2 separate regions of the Mus musculus genome follow, and region 2 is linked to region 1. A link is a contact called in public Hi-C data. All regions are on one chromosome and are shown on one strand. The core of a region is the stretch at or near the end of the contact, and the rest is flanking DNA. Distances in the headings are between cores, read along the strand shown.

Region 1 (2,715 bases), core at 88-2,587:
ATGCAGGATTATGGTCAGGCTCGAGAGGGAAATACCACACTGGAAAGACATGAGCATTTCCATCAGGACCCAATGATCCCACCAGACACAGATAAATATTCATACAAGAGCAAAAATAACATTATGGGAAGGAGAGTGCTTTTGTGCCCTGTGCCCGAATCTTTCGAGCCATACATATTCAGTTCAAATCTGTTGACCAGAGTGGAGGGAGAAAGTGACGCAGTGGTTGATGAAGAGAACAAACTGGTGGCTGGGTGGCTTGGAGAAATGGGGTAAGCTGGCTCCCAGGAACTTGGAATGGAAGGATGGGTATGTATTTAGACAACCAGGGAGTCCAACCAGGACATTCTCCTGATGTGAAGACAGGAGGACCTGCCTTTGTCCCATGGCCACAGCGACAGTTCAGGCGCTCACCTAGATAATGCTAGCCCTGTGTGGCTCAGCTTCGGCTGCCCTTTAACTGAGCCCACTGAATCCAGACTTAAGCCCTCCCGTGTAACAGATCTTCAGCACCCCACTCCTCTGATTCAGCTCCTCTCTGTGAAACGCAATATAGAAACCTATTCATTCATGCTCTTAAAAAGGAAGATTGCTGACCTGGGGGCAAGCACTGTGCCACGGGAGGCGGACCGTGCCTCTTTAAAGACCCAGAAAGGGAGAAGGTGGAGAACAAAGCAGCAGACACCTGGTCCCCAGGCTCCTTCATCTCTGATGTACGCTATGAGGTCAGTGGCTTCACCTCTTGTCCCTTACAGAATGAACATCATTACGGAGTTGGATGGAAATGATTTCCCGATCCTCAGACAAAAGGCTTAAGTGCAGGATGCCATCATCAGAAGGTAATTGCCCCGGACACGTTCCCTGAAAAGCGCACCTGGATTGGGGATTTTATTTTATTGCTGTGAATATGGTATAGTTAAATTTAAAGGCCAAAAAGTAATTTTATACTAATAATCTCTCTGCTAAGTGCGTGTCTGTCATGTCAGTGAGCAGAAGGGAAGAAAATCTGGTTCTGTGATAGCAGAGAAAGTGGCGCATAATTACGCCGTGACGGGTACCTGCCTCGGTCACGGGAAGATTAAAACCTGAGTGGAGGGTGAGCGGGAGGCTCCTATGGGAAGTGGGGGATGCCCACACACAACTTCGGTGCGCTGACTCTTAGTAAGAGGCTGCTGGGGACTCTTGTTCCTAGAGGCCTCCCAGCTGATCTGTGGAATCAGACTCATGCTTGCTGGTTGGAGTAGCACCCCAAGGAGTTCTGGGGAAGGCTCACGCCTGCTGGGTAGCCCACGTAGGATGTGGCCTTTCCATCAACCTGCAAAGGGAAGCAATGAGAGAGTGGGGGACTCTGCTGGTCTTCTTCACCTGCTGGGTTATCAGATGTCAATCAGGGATGCACAGAGAACCTGAGGTGGAACCTGTTCTGGGGTGGAACAGGAGCTAGGGTGTCACAGCTAGGGGAGTCCAGTGTTTGCAGACCTCTGCACAAGTCCAAGGTGTATTCTTATCCTTGGCGAACACAGAGCCAAGTTGAAGAAATGATGATTGAGTCACAACGCAAAGAGGAGCGTGGGTATCCCTCCCTACTCCTAACACAGGAGTTGGGACTACAGTGACTTGGGGAACAGCAAGAGTGGGCTGGTTTGGACTGAGGAGAGGATGGGATGTGGGGCATGGAAAGGGGTGGGTTATCCTACCGATAGTAGGGGAGGCTGGATGCAGATATGGAGGGGAGGTGCCTTCTGGCCAGGCTACCCACTGCAGACATATCTAGTTCCCAAGTCTTCCTATCAGGTGACACTCTATTGAGGGAAAGGAAAATATATCACCAGGTAGGAAACACAGAGAAGTGGGGGGGGGGGGGAGCGAGGGAGGGGCGAAAGGCCCAGGTGTCAAAGACAGTGGCTGCTGTCTCAAATCCTTAAAAAAGAAGGATCTGAGACAAACAAGGTCAGAGTTCATTCAACAGGATCTGGGGACCTGCTGGGAGACAGCAGTCACAGGTGACCCCACCCTCACCCGCGATTCAGAAACACCTCCACAAAGACACATATGAGAGTCATATAACACCACAACCATCTGACAGGCCAATTCTTCTTTCCATAGGGGCAAGACGAGCCATCTCATACCCCAGAAAGCTGGGCCTAGGATGGAAAAGCTGCCTTGGTGCTGTGTACATGGGGGCAATGCATTTGCACAGGGTGTGGGTGGCTGTGGAGAGGCATATATAGTAGCTTTAGTTCCACCAATAGGCACATATGGTCTTGCTGCTCTCAGGTTTCAGCAGAGGCTGAGGGTCAGGGAATTGGGACTACATGAGAATTCAAAAGGCACAAAGAGAAGCCTTCACCGGCAGGACCTTTGCTCTGTGCCCAGTGCTCTCCGTGTGCTACAGCCACAGTGGCACTGCCTCAGAGGTAGCAAAGCTTTGACATTTTATAGGGCAGGAAGAGACAGTTAGTGCTCGGGCTTGTTTGCGAAGCCTAAAGTCAAAGCATTTGCTGGTCCTAAAGTGAGAGCTTCACCTACCTGTTGGAGTTGCATCTCCCAACGAATACACAGACCTAGTTGTATGGATGTTAGCTGAGAAATCTAGAATAGTGATGGGGCTTGGGAAAAAGAGGTTTGCAACTCCTGAAAATCTAGTCTGGGGGAAAATGTATTGCCAGGTGAAGCTGGCAGAGGACAGGATGGTGGAGAATCTTCCAGTAGTAG
Region 2 (2,715 bases), core at 68-2,567, 110 kb after region 1:
GAATCAAGTTCACAGTTATCAGAACTCTTCTCCCCTTCCTACTCACCTGCAGAGCCTCCCTAGTTAGGAGAGGAGGCAGTAGCTCTATTCATGTTGTCTAGACTGAACCCTTTGTGTCTCCCTGGACTCTAACATCCAAAACCATCAGGAAGTTCTGTTGTATCCACATTAACAATTCATCCAGAAGTGACCACTTTTAATCTTTCCCACTGTTACATCCCAACCTGGCCAACCACCATCTCAGGATGGTCTCCCCACCCCACCCTTGGCCCTTCTCTCCTAGAAGGAATCTCTGCATTCTACAATCTAGCCTTCACCACAATTGAAGTCAGACAGGCTTTCTTCAGTTTGAAATACTGCAATAGCGCCCCCTTTTGTCTGAGGAAAGCCAAGGTCTTACAGAGCAACCCGAGTGTGGCCTCTGGACTGCATAGGCTCAATGCTGAATTGGAGGAAGGAAATACAAAGTCCTCATTTAGAAACTTGTTTACTATTTGGTAAGAATGTGTGTGTGTGTGTGTGTGTGTGTGTGTGTGTGTGTGTGTGTGTGTGTGTTTCTAATGATAAAACGTTTTGTTATGGTTACTGTTTTTAAATATTCATTTTTCAAATTTGTCAAAAATATTAAGTCTGATGACCCAAGTAAAATATGGGTCTTTCATCACTGGGGACAGAGAAGCAAGAGCTTCATATAAGCTGCACCCACTCCTTTGAACGCATGGCCCTCCCTGTACGTTCCCTTCCCCCTTTTCCATGGCTCTTGCTGCTCTGGCTAGTCTGGCCTCTTTGTTGTCCCTTCATATTTTCCCTTCAGGCCTGAGTTCTCCCAGATCCACCAAGGTGGCCTCTCTGGTCCTCTTCCATTTCAATCAAATCCCATTTTCTCTAGGAGGCCTAACCTGCAGCCTATTTAAAATAACAACTGGCTCCTGCCACACCCAGCGCTCCTCCCCTCCCCCTTGTCTTCCTTTGCTTTACTCTGGTAATGGATACCAGCTTGTACTATACAGTATACATGACTTATTTATCTGTTTTCAAATGCAGAACATAATTATGGGTGTGGGGGAGTTGGGGATATTGCAGGGAGGAGGGGGCAGGGTTATCTGTTGAAAGACTTGACAAAATGCCCCAGAGCAAACACTCCATGTGGTTTTTCTTAACTGAAAACAAAGCACCCCGTGTCTACTAAACATGATTATACTTGTTTGAAGTCAAGGTAGGGCAGAGAAGGCCTCTGACAGAAAATGACTTTAAGGTGGCCTCCTTGAGGAGGAGGAAGTCTGGCCAGCCACATGGGTCAGACTCACTGTCACCAGGGTGACAGAAGACAGAACCTGAGCTGACTCCCTGGCTCATCACAGAGGCTCATGTTAGAAAGCTGTGGGTGCCTTCTTCCACAGAAGAACTAATGTCTGCCCCAAGAGTATAGATCTGGTCTTGCAGGAACACCTCTGGTGAGTGCTGCACTCCTGAAGTAACTGCAACAGAAAAAAACCTAAAAGGAGCTGGGATCTGCATTTGACCCGATTCAAGCCTGACTCTTTCACCTGGACTGCAGCAGGTACCCTTCTTGGGGTGGCAGTGGAGCCTACGAACAGAAGGAGCCTCTACAGCCCCACCGTGGAATATATACAGCACAAGCTACACAGAGCAGTGGTGGTGGCTGGCTCTTTTGGCTAAGACAATGGTCATCTTTTCATTTCCTCCATCTCTCTCTTGCATTTGAAGGCAGGGCAGAGGAGAAAGGGCTACAGTACAAGGCCAGTTCCCATGCCTTTTGGAGAACACCAGGTTCCACAGACCAAGCAACTAGTCTCAAAGCGTATATTCGAGAACATCTTTATCAGTAAGTTTGGGGCTGTACACTCATCCTGTATCCTCAGACTCTCTGGTCCTGGACAGATCCCCACACAGGTGAGGGGGCAGCTGGTGACTATGCTCCCTGTAGAATTCATTCTAAGACCCCGTTTCTCAGCCCAGCCTAAAGACCAGAAGTCACTAGTCATCGCTGTCAGGTCAAGCAGAAGCTCTTGGGTAATTCCAAGCTACTGTGAAGCCACCAACTCAACAGTGTCTGGCTCTAAAACTGCATTATAAGGACTACAACTCATGTGTGACTGCCGGGCAGGAGACTAGTTATTTTGTCTCACCCCAATAAATAGGGTCTCACAGTCTTTCTGGGTAGCCTGTAATGCCTGAAGCCTTTACCCAAGCAATGGCTTTCTAACTTGCCTCCTAGGGGCTTTTTCTACCTTTTTACCTTCTAAACTGATGAGAGAGGGGGAGGGGGAAAATGAGGGAGAGGGGAAGGGGGAGGGGGAGGAGGAGGGAGAACACGCTCCCTAACACCCATAGCTGGTTGAGTCATTCCTCTATGTGAAGACTTCAGGCAGCTTCTTCCTGCCTATGGATGGAGCCCCACAAGTCTTTTCTCCTAGACTGATTGTAGGTCTACTTCCTCGTCTCAGATGTCTTTTCCTGTGCCTCATAGAGTCTTGACTATACAGCTGTCTACGCCCCCTCCCTCTGGGATAGGGACTCCTTATCTTTTCTGTGCCTCTTTCATGCCACTGAAGTTTGCAAACTATACTGTACCAAAGCTGAGGGGCTCAGCAGCAAGAACATTCCGGAAGCACGCAGCTAGCTTGAAATGGCAGCTCAATCATTTTATCAAGCAAAGATAAAAACCTTTATTAAAGGCTCATAGATTTGAAA

The links. Hi-C and Micro-C count contacts between places; a contact is called where the count stands out from the background.
Region 2: a contact with region 1 is called in a Hi-C map of cranial neural crest, with 2.0 times the contacts expected there. The contact joins two enhancer-like sites. A contact is called at or near these places in 1 of 15 datasets of contacts at CTCF or cohesin (the NIH/3T3 cell line), 19 of 484 Hi-C or Micro-C datasets (ECoMG myeloid progenitors, ECoMG-derived neutrophils, the G1E-ER4 cell line and 15 more) and 1 of 9 other capture datasets (embryonic stem cells).

The regions. Positions count from the first base shown.
Region 1 is chr1:178,973,829-178,976,543 of GRCm38.p6, forward strand. The region is part of intron 10 of Smyd3 (SET and MYND domain containing 3); the gene reads right to left. Among named protein-coding and RNA genes, the nearest start is that of Gm46249, 200 kb to the left of the region's middle. Within about 2 kb of position 1,338, at least 2 of the 459 cell types and tissues checked have an H3K27ac peak or open chromatin away from gene starts, as enhancers often do.
Region 2 is chr1:179,086,859-179,089,573 of GRCm38.p6, forward strand. The region is part of intron 7 of Smyd3 (SET and MYND domain containing 3); the gene reads right to left. Among named protein-coding and RNA genes, the nearest start is that of Gm31349, 240 kb to the right of the region's middle. Within about 2 kb of position 1,318, at least 20 of the 459 cell types and tissues checked have an H3K27ac peak or open chromatin away from gene starts, as enhancers often do.